Linked DNA regions of Sus scrofa: all the other regions are linked to region 1. The links are chromatin contacts, called in public Hi-C maps. All regions are on one chromosome and are shown on one strand. The core of a region is the stretch at or near the end of the contact, and the rest is flanking DNA. Distances in the headings are between cores, read along the strand shown. Region 1 holds the start of TLE2 (transducin-like enhancer protein 2). Region 2 holds the start of GNA11 (G protein subunit alpha 11). Region 3 holds the start of TLE6 (transducin-like enhancer protein 6).

Region 1 (4,415 bases), core at 1,058-3,557:
AGCCGCTGCTGTGTCCTCTTTGAGGCTTGAATCATCACCTTTGTGAAGATGGCTCCAAGCTCTGACTCTACCCCTGGTCCCTACCCCTGGGAGACCCAGCCCTGAGGGTATAGCCACTAACAAACAAATATTTCCTGGAGGTCCCCCAGGCCACTGGATGCACTGTCTTTCCCCAGATCTGTCCCTCACCCTGACAGGCCCCAGTCCACCCTGATCCCCCAGAACAGAGCATCGACCTAGTGGCGTCTTTCCCCCTCACCTGCCATGCAACCCTGCTCCACAACTCCACAGCCCCCTGCCATCACCAGCTCTTCCTCCTCTTCCATTTGGATCTCAGGCCACCTTCTCCCTCTTGTCACCTTCTGTTTGAGTCTGGGTCTGGCCCTCCCTCACTTAACTGCCTGCATGGGGAGGGGGTGCCCTTGTGATAAAGTCCCAGCTCTTTAGGCTAGCCTGAGATTCCCTGCACCACCTGGCCTGGCCCAGCTTACCTCCCTCCACCCTTTCAAACACTCTCTCTGCTCCAGCCCCACCAGCCAGATTACCTAATCTGTGTTCCTTCCCACCTCTGGGCCTCTGTTTATGTTGCTATCTCTTTCTGGAATTTCCCTCCTGCTCCTTTTCTGCCTGGAGAAAATCCATTCCTTCAAGGCCCAACCCAAATAGCACCTCTTCGAGGCAGCTCCTCCAAAAGGCCTCTCTTCCTCCACACACACGGAACAGAGACTGTCTAAAGTTGGCAGGAACATGGGTATTTATTCTATAATCCTCTCCTCCTGAGGAAGATGCTGAGGCCCTAGCAAGGAAGGGCCCAGGCCTTGCCCAGGAGGCTACCAGGCTGGGTGAGATGGAGCTGAGGACACACTTCAGGCCCATAGAGTCAGTGCCAGGGCAGAGGGAGCACTCAGGACCTAAGGGACCCAGAGCAGGAATAGGAACTCTGCCTGGTTAAGTTCAGAGGAGGCTTCCTGGTGGAGGGGACCTTCACCCACCAGTCTTTAGATCCCTCAGCCAAGCACACTCCACAGAGGAGGGTAAATACAGATTTGTGGGTTGCCTGAGAAGCCACAAAACCACACACACACACACACACACAGACACACACTCCTCTCGTGTTTGTAATCTGCCAGGAAGGAGGAGACGATTTGCTCTCTGTGCAGCAGCAGTCCCAGCTTTGAGAATTTGGGGAGGCTCAGCAGAGAGCAATCTGTGAGATGAGGGGACCCATCTCACAGGCAGATTACTTGATAACTCGCTGAAATGCCACATCCGGCCAGAGCAGGAGGCAGGGAAACGGCTGCCAGGAGTGAGTTACAGCCTGGGCAGTCTAGCACAACCTTCTCATTTCACAGGGAAGGCTTTCCCCAGCTCACTCCATGGCTTAACCCCCCACCCCTCTGGGTCTCAGTTTCCCCATCTGCAAAACCCGGGGGAGAGGCTGCAAAATTGGAGGAAGGGACTTAGCTTTTGATCTCTCCCCTCCCACTGTACAGAAAGACTCAGCCCTGGTTCCTGGCTGGGTTTTTATGATGTGGATGTGGGTGTGTTTTTTTTTTTTTTTTTTTTTTTTTTTTTAAAGGAAAAAGCTGAGAAGCAGCACTGGGACCCCGGATTGCTCAGACCACCTTAAATCAGCCTCGCCGCCTCAGCTACTGTGGAAATTCCTTTCTCCGCGGTGGTTGGCTGGGCGCGCCAGCCAATCCATCCGCGGCGCTCCCACATGGGTCCATGACGTCACAACAGGCGCCAGCCAATGGGGATCAGGGAGCCCGCAACCAATGGCAGAAGGCTCTAGGATCGTCTGGGCCAATCGGAAGGCGGCGAGGCGCTCCCAGCGGGGGACGGAGAGTGTGGCTCCCCCTCCCAGAGACCCTCGTGGATGCCGGAGACTGCCAATGTTGGAGAAGGGGGTGGGGATCCGGCTGGCTTAGTATCCAAAAACAAGGAGAAGCGAGGCACCCCCTGAGCCTGGCGTGTCTACCCTTAAAAACAAGAGTCCATCAGCCAACATACTACCTTGCAAAAGCCCGGCCGGCTGGCGGGGCGACTAGCGCCTTTCGCCCTATTTCACAGATAGGTAAACTGAGGTAAAGAGACATTAAGTCACTCTGGACGCCCGGGGAAGAACAGAGATGCTCACCTAACCCCAGAGGATTCCAGCACGGCTCCGTTTCTGTCATCGGGTCGGATGGGGAGGAATGAACCCATGTGCCAGCGAAAGGAGGCAGTGGCTGGTCCCTGTGCCTCAGTTTCCCCGCGCGCGCAAGCGGGAGAGAAGTCCACGGCAAGGGTTCTTGGAAAGACTACGAGCCCCAGAAGCTCCCGCGCGGCGCCGGCCCGGTCTGTCAATCAAAGTAACGTGGGTCCCTCTCCGGCCCGCGCTCCCCCGCCCGCTGCCTCTCTCCTGCCAGCTCCCGCTCCCTCCCCGCCGGCTCCCGGCCCGGCGCGGTATAATTACAGCCCATTGATCCGACCCGGGCCGGGAAAGCGGCTCCCTCGGGGAGGCCAAGCCTTTGGCTTCCGACTTCACCAACCTCTGCCTACCGCCCCCCTAGCCGAGCTGCCGGGCCACCAGCCAGGCCTGTCTCTTCCCGCTGGCCAGGGCTCGCGGGTGACCTCTAAGCCTTGGTTCCCGCCACGGTTGGCGTTAAAACCCCCTCAGAAAAATCACACACAGGTTTCCTTACACCCTGGACCAAGGGGAGCTCTCCTGGCCTGTTCTAGCGCTCCCCTCACGTGATCTAAAGACTGGGGCATCTCTCGGGGCCCCAGTTTCCTCACCTGTGTAGTGAGATGGTTGCACAAGACTTAGTCATGAAACCGTGCTTTCTGTTGGCCCCCAGTGTGTTCCCAATTTTAGGGAAGCTGGGGGAAACCAAGCACAACACTCGGCCCCCGGAGATTGGTCACGGCTGGGATTGGGGCAGAGCCAAGAGTGTGGTGACTGCTTGGGGAGTTGGAAAAACTTCCTAGATGTGGGGGTTGGTGGTGTTTAAGCTGGGGTTCTGCAGAATGCATAGGAGTTGCCTCCTTTGAGCAGTAACTTTATATCACCCTAAACCACCCTGGAAGAAGAAAGATGGTGATTGAGGAGACTTGAGCTCTGACCAAGGCCTTGCCTTGCTGGGTGGACCTCTGAACATTCCCTGGCTGTGAACCAGAGAGTGGTAATACCCCTCTGCCTACTTTCACAAGGGTCTGTAAAGTCCCAATAGGTTTTGGCCAATGGGAAACAGGGGAAAATGCAATCAGTGGCAGGAAGCACTAGGATTGGCAGGGGGCTTCAAATTCCAGCCTCTTCCTGGGCAAGAACTGGATGGCTCAGGGGGAAAAAAAAGAGGCTTTGGGGAGTCCAGGATGGACCTGGGCTCAGTGGGTATTCTCATCTGGAAAGCAAGGTTGCTAATGGAATCTTCAAAAAAGCTCAAGCGTACAAAGTACTTAAAATAATTAATAGTAAATGCTCAGAAAGGGGTAGCCATTTGCTCTCCCTTTATGCCCCAAAGGGTCCTTCTCTCCTGGCCTCCCTTCACACTCCACAGCTGGGCTCTGCACCCACTCTCCACTCCTCTCACATCCTGGATCCTCCATTAAAATGCGAATCAGTTCCCATCCTTCCCTCTGCTCAAGAATCTTCCATAGCTCTCCATCACCCTCAGAACAAAATCCAACCTCACTACCTCTGTCGACATGATCTGACCCCCATCACCTTCCTCCTCGCACCCCCTCCCTCTCTCCTCTTCACTCACTCCCCTCCAGCCACATAGGCCTCCTGGCTGTTCCTCCAGCACACCAGGCATGGTCCTGCCCCAGTGCCTTTGCACAAGCTGTTTCCTTTGCCCAGACCATGGCTGGCACATCTCTTCCTTCCGGTCTTAGAACATTGAACATCACAATCTAGGGAGGCCTGGCCTGGCCAGCTTGGCTGCAGTAGCCCCCACCCTCCCTACCTGGTCAGCTTCTCTCATTTCCTTCAGAAGCCTCATCACTCACTGAACCCTTAAGTTTGTTTATATTTATGGTCTGTCCAGGCCCAACCCAGTGCCTGCTCCACATATGTGTTGGGAAGATAAAAAGATGAGCTTAGAGAGGTGCAGAGCTCTCCCAGGTCACCCAGCATGGTGGGCAGTCCCCCAGGACCCCTGACAATCTGGCCAGTGCTGACTCAGCCTGCATGGGTCCCCTGCAACCTGAAGCCTGGGTTCAAACCCTACCTTGGCTGCTGTGTTGCTGTGATTCTGTAAAATGGGGGTAATGACAACAGTTTTTTCATCCTGTATCATAAGATCAAACAGCTTGACAGATGAACTGACTTTAGCCATTATCATGATGTGAGGGAATATTATGAGCTGGGGGCGTGGGGACAGGGCAGAGGAGCTAGCACCCAAAAGGCATCTATTTTTAACCCCCTGGGG
Region 2 (4,415 bases), core at 616-3,115, 53 kb after region 1:
ACAGGGTGTGGAGGGGGACCCCAGACCCCTGCCCTGACTGCGTGTCCAACTAGGGTGGGGGCAGAAGGGCCAAGATCAGAGCCTTAAGGAGCCAACCTTTCCTCAGTCCCAATCAACTAATCAGTGGAGACCTTGACCTTCCCCTCTCCCCTTATCTCAAGACAGGTGAGCACAGTGTTCAAGGTGCAGCTTGGAAGGTACATGATGTGATCTGGGCAGAGCCGGGGGTGGGGGTGGGGGTTCCAGCCAAGTCAGGGCTGGGGGAGGTGCCGATGTCAGGGAACTGTGGAGAATGGCACCTCACTTTCCTTGTCCATGAAATGGGTCTCAGCATGAGGAGCACCTCAGACTTTTATACTTTTCCCATCATTCGAAACACATGGGTTGAGTACCTCCTGTGTGTTTGGGCCTCTTTCTAGGTCTCTTTCTGTTAAGAGGCCAGACAGTGAAATTTTTTTTTTTTTTTTGTCTTTTCTAGGGCTGCACCCGCGGCATATGGAGGGTCCCAGGCTAGAGGTCAAATTGGAGCTGTAGCCGCCAGCCTATGCCAGAGCCACAGCAATGCCAGATCCAAGCCACATCTGCGACCTACACCACAGTTCACAGCAACGCTGGATCCTTAATCCACTGAGCCGAGGCCAGGGATTGAACCCATAACCTCATGGTTCCTAGTCTGATTCATTAACCACTGAGCCACGATGGGAACTTCCAGATAGTAAATATTTTAGGGCTGTAGCAACTACATAACTCTGCTGGTGCAGGGTAAAGGCAGCAAATCTCCATAAATGAATGGGCGTGGCTATGCTACCATAAAATTAACTTGGCAGGACTCGGTATATAGTAGGCACTTCATTAATCCTTGTTCCCTGACTGTAATATAGTAGCGCTGCACTAATACCTGGTCCATGCCTGGTATATAGCAAGTGTTGCATTAATGCTTGGACATGCAAGGTTTACAGTAAGCATTCCACTAATGTTTGTTTCCTGCCTGGTATACACCAGGCATTGCATTAATGCTTGGTTACATCGTGGGCACGGCATTAATAGCTGGTCCAGGCCTGGTATACAGCAAGTACTCCATTAATGCTCATTCCATACCTGGCATACAGAAGGCCTTACATTAATGCTAAGCCCAAGTCTGGTATATAGGAGAGGTTCCCTTAATGCATGCTCCAAGAATGGTTGAGAGTAAGGTTCATTTCTGGTCAGGCAATGGCAGGGTCCTGGGAGGCCGTGAATGCTGGTACCTCGCTGCCTCACATGGAGCCCGACGGATCGACCGACAGCAGCTGCGGATCTGAGCCTTTAGCTCCAGCATAGCCGAGCAGGGCCGAGCGGAGCCGAGCGCAGCCGAGCCGCCCTGCAGAGTCCGCCACATTCCCACAATCCCGGGCGGCCCCGCCCGGCTCCCAGCTGCGCGTCCCCCTTCCCACGTCGGCGCAACCTAACCCTCGGGCGCGCCCGCCTCGCCCCGCCCCGCCCCGCCCGTGCGACGCCCCGCCCAGCCCAGCTGCTAGTCCCGCCCCCGCGGCGGGCGCGCGGGCCACCGCCCCCTCCCATTGGCCGCACTGGCCGCCCGTCGGCGCTGTGCGGGCGCGGGTTAGGTTGTGAGGCGCTGTCGCTCGGTCGCGGCGGCTGCGGTTGGCGGTGGCGGCGGCAGTGGCGGCGGCGGCGGCGCGGGCAGAGGGCGTCCGGGCGGGATCAGCGGCCAAGCGGGACCGGCGCTCGCAGGTGGCCGAGGCTGACCGCCGGCCCGGGGGCCGAGCGCCGAGGGCCAGGCGGGCGCGGCCAGGGCAGCTCCGGGCCAGGGCCGGGCCGGCCGGGGGGCGACGGCGGGGGCGGCCGGCGGGCGGCCGGGGCCGGAACGATGACTCTGGAGTCCATGATGGCGTGTTGCCTGAGCGATGAGGTGAAGGAGTCCAAAAGGATCAACGCCGAGATTGAGAAGCAGCTGCGGCGGGACAAGCGCGACGCCCGGCGCGAGCTCAAGCTGCTGCTGCTCGGTGAGTGGGCCTGGCCTGCGGGGTCCCCAGGGCCAGCGGCGCGGGGACGGCCGAGCGTGGCGGCCCTGCGTGGTGTCCACGGTGGGGACCCCGGGCCTTGGGGTCAGCGTACTCGGTGCCGTCGGCCTCTGGGCCACCTAAACCCCGCAGGGTCATCCCCAATCTCTGCTGTACAGGCTGAGTCCCTGAAACGCGAGGGGCCAGCTCCTGCCTCTGCTGTCCACATCAGCGCCCCAGAGCCTCAGGATCTGCCCGTGCCTCTTCTTTCCATGGCAGGGCCCTGATCCCCAATCCCCGAAGTGTCAGTCCCCAGTCTCTGCTGTCCAGAACGGGCCCGGGTTCCTTCAGGATTAGCCCTCGCCCCTCCTGTCCAGGTGGGCTCCCAGGACGCTTCGGGATCAGTCCCGGCCTCTGCTGTCCACTCCTTGATCCCTGCAGGGCCAGCTTCTGCTTCTGCTCTCCAGGTCAGGCCCCCATAACCCTGGAGGGTCTGCCCTATGCCCCTTCTCTTGAGACACGGCCTCTCCCTGCACAGGGCTGGCCCTCCGTCTCTCCCCCACCAGGTGTGCCCCCCTTGCTGACCCCAGCATCTGTTCAGGTCCAGACCTTCCGGCTGTAGTCCAGTAGATGTGCCCCTTGCCTCCTGGGATCCTTTCTCCACTCTTCCCACCAGGTGGAGCCCTGTTCCCTGCGTGCAGGGCCCCTCCAATCTCCGTTCTCTCAGACCAGTCTGTGTGGGGAAGACCCATGTCCCTGCCAGTGAGGTACACCGCATGGGCGAGAAGACAGCCTGTCCCCTTTTCTTGGGGTCGGGGCAGGTGGAGCCCCAGAGGGGCCTTAGCCGGTTTTCAGAACTGGCCAACTCGGCAACCCCCCCTATGTCTTAGTGGGAGCCTGGGCTCCCCGGTCCTCCTCTCCTCCTGGAGAAGACTCCTGTTCGAATCTCCATCTCCCCAAGGCACACCTGTTGGTGGGAGCCAGTCGGCCCAGCTGTCAGCGAAGTGTTGTCACCCCAAATAAGGGTTGTTGGAGGCCTTACCTCCGCAGTCAAAGGCAAGAAGGTCGTTTACACAACAGAAGCCCTTGCCCTACCTTCTCTGGACCTGGGCTGCATTCCTGCACTGTGGGAAAGTTGGAAATGCAGCTGCGATGGGCCGTGGGTGGAGGAGGGGTCTGCCGCGGAGGGGTGTACCGGCTTATTGGTGCAGGGTTTGGAGTCACTGAGTTGCATGGTGGAGGAATGACTTTGTGGAGGCTGCAGGTCTTGGTGGGAACATCTTACTTCTCCCACCTGTGGGGACCCCCCCTGTCCTCTCTTTGATAAAATACCTTGCCAATTTCTTTTCCCCAAATTTGTTCCGCTTTACCTAAAGGCTATAACATGGGCCATCTTTGCAGCAAAGACAGGCAGAGAGTAACCTTAAAGTTTGGAGAAAACTGGCAGTGGAGTCCCAGTGGCATTTGGGAGGACAGCGTGGCACTGGCTGGCTTTTGCCAGAAGAGGTAGACTTTATTGTCAGAACTGGGGTTTCAAAATTACCAGCATATTAATGTTACCAGACCCATGGCCTGGCTGGAGGCTGGAGGCTGGGGGCTGCGTGAGCCCGCAGTTGCTCCCACTGCCAGCCCTGAGCCCTTCCAGGCCCCAGACTGACATGGTGGTGGGTGCTCCTGCATCCTTGGTATGTGTATCTGGTCTCCCTGGGCCTGGACTGAGGAGGCTTGCAGGGGCTCTGGAAGCATCTGTTGCCCACCCTTGGGTGTGGGGTGTTGGCTGTGGGAGCACCTGTGTCTGTGATCCTACTCCTCCCCTGAGAGAAGCACCCAGCCCTGCCCTGCGAGCGTGCAGGAGGTGGGGAGTCTGATTTGAGAAGCTAGGTCCTAGGTATGGCAGGCAGTTAGGATGATGATGGTCCAAGGCAAAGTTTTATGACACGAGGAGGACGGTTGTAAGGCTGGGTCAAGGTCCTAGGGATGTGCTGGGGGCCGAGGGGCCAAGCAGCATCCCTGCCTTTTGTACTCCATGCTGGGAGCACCCCCACTGGTGACAACCACAGATGTTCCCAGACATGGCCTAGTGTCCTCTGGAAGCAGAATCACCCGTGTTTATGTTATTAGAATGCCTCCATGCCGTGTTAGCATGCCATGTGAGGTGCGTGTTGCAGAGCTGGTGCATGATCACTGTAAGTTATTTCGTCAGGTGTTTTGTGAATCCTAAAGAAGTGAATACTTTTGTTTGTTTGGTCCAAAGCCAGGTATATGTGTGCACTCAATATGCAGTTCATAGTTGAGCACATGTGATGTCCGTGTTCAGTTTCGTTGATTCTCTTACTCTGGGCCATGTCCTCGTTGACATCGGTCTGTGGTGAGGACTGGGAGTAGCGCACTGTCCCTGCAGTGGCCACAGTGCCC
Region 3 (4,415 bases), core at 1,359-3,858, 40 kb before region 1:
TCCTGGGGCCAGGCTAAGTTCATGTGGTGGCTGGGAGCAGGGCCAGCTGGGGGCCTAGGGTCCTTGGGCAACTCCCAGCCCGGCCAGCATCTCTGGAGGGTCTCTGGCTTGCAGTTTCTTGGTCATTCATCTGTTGCCTGGAAACACACACCCTCTACCTCCAGCCTTTCGGCAGCTTCACCTGCACTGTTGTCACTTGGCTATTGTCTGTGGCCCACGTGGCCCACTGGGAGGTTCTGGGGATGAAAGAGAGAACGTGTATGAGGGGGTGGCATTGAAACCTGTCACTACCTCCCAGCTGTCACCTCTCTGTGGTCACTCCACAGCCCCCTCCCCACCCTGGGCTCTTGAGCCCCCTTCCTGGTCCACACCCAACCCAAGTGATCCTGGGGCCTCTGAGCAGCAGGGTCTGAGGTCTCCGGGGTGGGCCCAGGGGAATGAAAGAGCTTTGGAAATGCAAAGACTTTTTCTCTCCAACTTTCATCCAAACCTTGGATTCCAAGTAAACCACAACAACTCGAGAACCAAGAAAGAAATCTTAGCTTCCTCCTTCCCAAGGAGCTGTGTCATCTGCCCCCTTTCTGAGTGCTCAAGGAGGCTGTGTCCCTGCTGGCCAGGCTGGAGCAAGCAGGGGACAGTGAAAGGAAGAAGCAGAAGGAGCCACATCAGCCAAAATGGCAAATGTGACCCCAACCCCATGCTCAGGGACATCCCACAAGTGGAGACAGAGTAGCTACTCTAAAATGCTTCTGATTTCCAGAGGGACCTAGGATTTTTTTCTTTTTTAAGACCCTCAGGGAGATCCCGCGGTGGCATAGGAGGTTAAGGATTCTCAGCTGAGACTGGGATTTGATCCCTGGCTGGGAACTTCTATATGCCTTGGGTCTGGCCAAAAAAGAACCTCAGATCTGGTTCTGCTCTCACTGGCAATGGGAAGGTAATGGGAAGGTTCTAGATCTGCAGTGGGGATGGTTATCCCTAGCCACATGTGGCTACTGAGCAATTGACATTCTTTGGGCCAGTGTGCCCGAGGAACTGACTTTTAAGTTTTATTTCATTTTAATTCATTTTAATTTAAATAACCACAGGTATCCAGCAGATACCCTAGGAGACAAGACAGCCTCGGATAAACTGGTGTGTCCAGCTGACCAACGACAACCATGGAGAGGAGGGGAGCACACAGGGAGAGGCAATTAGCAGCAGACTGGACCATAAATATAATACACTTCAATTGAGGGCCAGTGGAGGGATCAAGGGCGAAAACCTTTAGTTGCCGCCAATCCGTGGCAGCCCTCACTTTCTTCTCCATAGATAAGCCACAAAACCCAATTTGTGTGTTTACATCATAACCCCTAGGGGCTGCACATCCCAAGATCTGAACCCTCAGTGGCCTATTTCCCTTACACACTCCTCACCCCCCACAAAGCACAAGATGGGGTTGTGGGGGAGATTTCTCCGGTTTGTGTGGATCCCAAGCCAGCATCCTTCCCACCCCCTCCAGGTGCAGGCAGGTATAAGAATCCCCATCAGCATTCTGTGAATTTTGAACACAACAGGGTTTAGGGCCATGGAGATTACAAGATTAGCTCCAATATAAAACAGATTTGGAGAAAAATAAGAAAGGGAGAATGGAGGCCTCCCTAAGGTGGTGACCTCTGACCCAGAGCTGAAGGTGAGGGATCCAGTCAGTGGCAGTCAGGGGAGAGACCCTCTCTGGCCCAGGGGAGAAGAGCCAGTGTAAAGGCTCTGGGGTGGGCACAAACTTGGCGTCTCACCCCAAACTCTGGACTAACGGCTTCACATCTCAGAATCCCTCCACACACCCCACCCCTAAGTCTGACATCACCCCAGGCCTAGAGTACCCACCACTCTTTCTCTCTTGGCCTTGAACCTGAGAGAGCTGAACTAGGCCAATAGTCCCAAGGCCTTTGCAGCTCCAGCTTTTGGTTCTCAGATTCTCAGAGCCTCTGTCCCTGGGCTTGAAGAGCAGCAGGGAAAATTCGCTGATAAAATGCACAGCCCTGGGTTTGGCTCCTGGGAAGCCTGGAACTAAAAAAGTTCAGTTTTTTAATATTGAGGAAAAGGGTCTTAGTGCGTATCTAAGGACTAGAGCGAGACTGCCCTACCTAAGATCCCCCCACTTCCACTCTCAGCGCCCCACCCCACCCCCGCCTCCCAGCCACGAGTCACTCCTGGGTAAGACGAAAAAATTATAAGGCTTCTCACCAAACAAGGCAACTACAAGCCTCCCAGGCCCTCCCCAAGTTCTACCCTCTCAGACCCCCAAACCCCTTGTCCTTCTAAATATCTTTACTCCAGCCTGAACCCCAAACTACCTTGACTCTGCAAGCAACCCTTTCCTGCAGCGGGACCGCGAGGGTTAAGCTGCGGCGCCGGGCGCGCTGATTGACAGTCCGGCCGGCGGCTGGGGAGAGCCGACCAATCAGCGACGGCGACCGAGACCCACGTGGGAAAGCAGCCTAGCCATTGGCCAGCGCCGCCAGCAGCCGCCCGCGGAGCCTGAGCCCACGTGCAGCTGCTCCCTGCTCATTGACCAGCTTCCCGGTTCAGGTGGCTGCGGGCCGGGGCGGGGCTGGGGCGGGCCGGGGTGGGGCCCGATGGGTCAATTGGCCCCGGGGGATGGGAGGAGGCGCTTCCAGTCTGCCTGAACTTGGCCGACCCTCGCGGCATCTTCCTGGCACCTCACGGGCCACGATCTTGAGGGAGGCGAGTAGACCCGCCGGTCTCCTGGAGGACCTCAGGGTCCCTGGGCTGGGGAGGAGGCTGGAGGGATGCTGAGGGGTAGAAGCGAAGTGAAGAAGGGTTAGGCTTGCTGCTACAGGAGTGATTGGAGTAGAGCGAAGTCTCTTTCCTCCTGAGAAATTTCTCCTAATGCACCTGGCCAACTCTTACTCATCCGTCAAAACCCCTTTCCAAATTATGTTCTCCCGTACTTTAAGAAGTTGTCTCAAAACTAAGATTGAGCTTTGGCATCCTTCTCTGGGTTTCCTCCCACCCTGACTGCTCCTGGCGGGGTGTGTAGGTGTTCAGAACCATACCCCCCCCACCACCTCATAAGGTGAGGTCCTAGGGTCCCCATCACTAATTAACACAGCTGGAAGCAACAGCGGGGTAGATGAGTGAATGTAGGATGTAGGGAATGCTGTGGAATACCGCAGGCAGGGAGGGGACTGGGGACTCAGGACTGGGTCCTGGCAGGGGTGGGTGGGAGGCCGAGGGTGGGGTAGAGCTGCTTCTGTCCCTGCCACTGCCCAGCCTTCTGTGTTCATGATCTTCTGTCTTGTTACTTTTATTAGAGTCCCTGGCTAAAGTCTTTGTGACTTCTGCCTGAAGATGACCTCTCGGGGCCATCGCAGCCCCCACGAGCACCTTCAAAAGATGGTGAGGCCTCCAGGAACTTTGGTGAGGAGGGCCTGGCTTGGCATTAGCCCCTGGGGGAGAGGGGGTAAGAGGTTGGGGGCTGGGCTCAAATCTAGTTCTCCTGCTCCTGAGAGAGGAAGAGATGTAGGCCTGTCTTGCCAGGCCTTAAGCTGGGGACACCAACCCATCATGGTTTAAGATATTTATTTATTTAGTCCTTTTAGGGCTGAACCCATGACATATGGAGGTCCCCAGGCTATGGGTCCAATCGGAGCTGCAGCTGCTGGCCTACATTGCAGCCATAGCCACAAAAACACAGGATCCAAGCTGAGTCCGCCACCTACACCTCAGCTCATGGCAATGCCAGATCCTTAACCCACTGAGCAAGGCCAGAGATCGAACCCAAATCCTCACGGATACTAGTCAGATTCCTTTCCTCTGCACCACAATGAGAAATCCTCAGTTAATATTTTATGAACCAAAAAAAAAAAAAAAAAAAAAACCTCCCCCCATTCCTTCCTAAAAGACTATTTCTAAGCTTAGGCCGGGGGCAGGCAAACTTCTCTAAAGGGCCAGAGAGTAAATATTTTCAACTTTAGGCCAAGAAGCAAAATGGAAGATGCCTGTGGGTACTTAAGTAATAAGAGAGCAAGCCAGTTATCTTCAGGTCTCAGGAAGTCCCACCCCTCCCTCCTGGGAACTGATGACCTGATTGCTGGGATACTGGGAGCCTGTGGGTCTTGTTTATCCCTCTTTCAATCTCTCCAGGCTCATCCTGAGGCCAGCCTTCCAGCCCTGAACTACCAGGAGGTTCTGGATCAACTCAAGCAGCAGTTCCCCAGGTGAGGGCCATTCTCGGCAGCTGGAGCCTGGCTGTGGCCCCAAGTCCCACTGAGGAAAAAAATCCCACTTGGTGTCTCATTGGCCTAAAAGTCAGAACAATTAAAAGGAAGGGAGTGGGGGGAGGAAGCATATTGGAGGCCGAAGCAAAAAGGAAGGAAAACCGGTAAAAACCAACCTGGCTTGCATTTAAA

Evidence for each region. A called contact is a pair of places that touch in the nucleus more often than the background predicts.
Region 2: a contact with region 1 is called in a Hi-C map of liver, with 7 times the contacts expected there. The contact joins the promoter of GNA11 here to the promoter of TLE2 in region 1. A contact is called at or near these places in 5 of 47 Hi-C or Micro-C datasets (embryonic fibroblasts, heart right ventricle, liver and 1 more).
Region 3: a Hi-C map of liver shows a contact between it and region 1, with 3 times the contacts expected there. The contact joins the promoter of TLE6 here to the promoter of TLE2 in region 1. A contact is called at or near these places in 1 of 5 promoter capture datasets (liver), 12 of 47 Hi-C or Micro-C datasets (alveolar macrophages, blood, brain and 6 more) and 1 of 2 datasets of contacts at active chromatin or transcription factors (skeletal muscle).

The regions. Positions count from the first base shown.
Region 1 is chr2:75,508,168-75,512,582 of Sscrofa11.1, reverse strand. It overlaps TLE2 (transducin-like enhancer protein 2), which reads right to left and starts at 2,307. Exons shown (of 20, transcript XM_021084148.1): 1 at 2,141-2,307.
Region 2 is chr2:75,454,305-75,458,719 of Sscrofa11.1, reverse strand. GNA11 (G protein subunit alpha 11) reads left to right here and starts at 1,865. Exons shown (of 7, transcript NM_001044538.2): 1 at 1,865-2,003. The coding sequence starts at 1,868.
Region 3 is chr2:75,548,869-75,553,283 of Sscrofa11.1, reverse strand. TLE6 (transducin-like enhancer protein 6) reads left to right here and starts at 2,608. Exons shown (of 15, transcript XM_021084155.1): 1 at 2,608-2,727; 2 at 3,318-3,423; 3 at 4,150-4,223. The coding sequence starts at 3,355. LOC110259369 (a long non-coding RNA gene) reads right to left here and starts at 2,565. Exons shown (of 5, transcript XR_002341701.1): 1 at 2,337-2,565; 2 at 1,867-2,049; 3 at 1-236.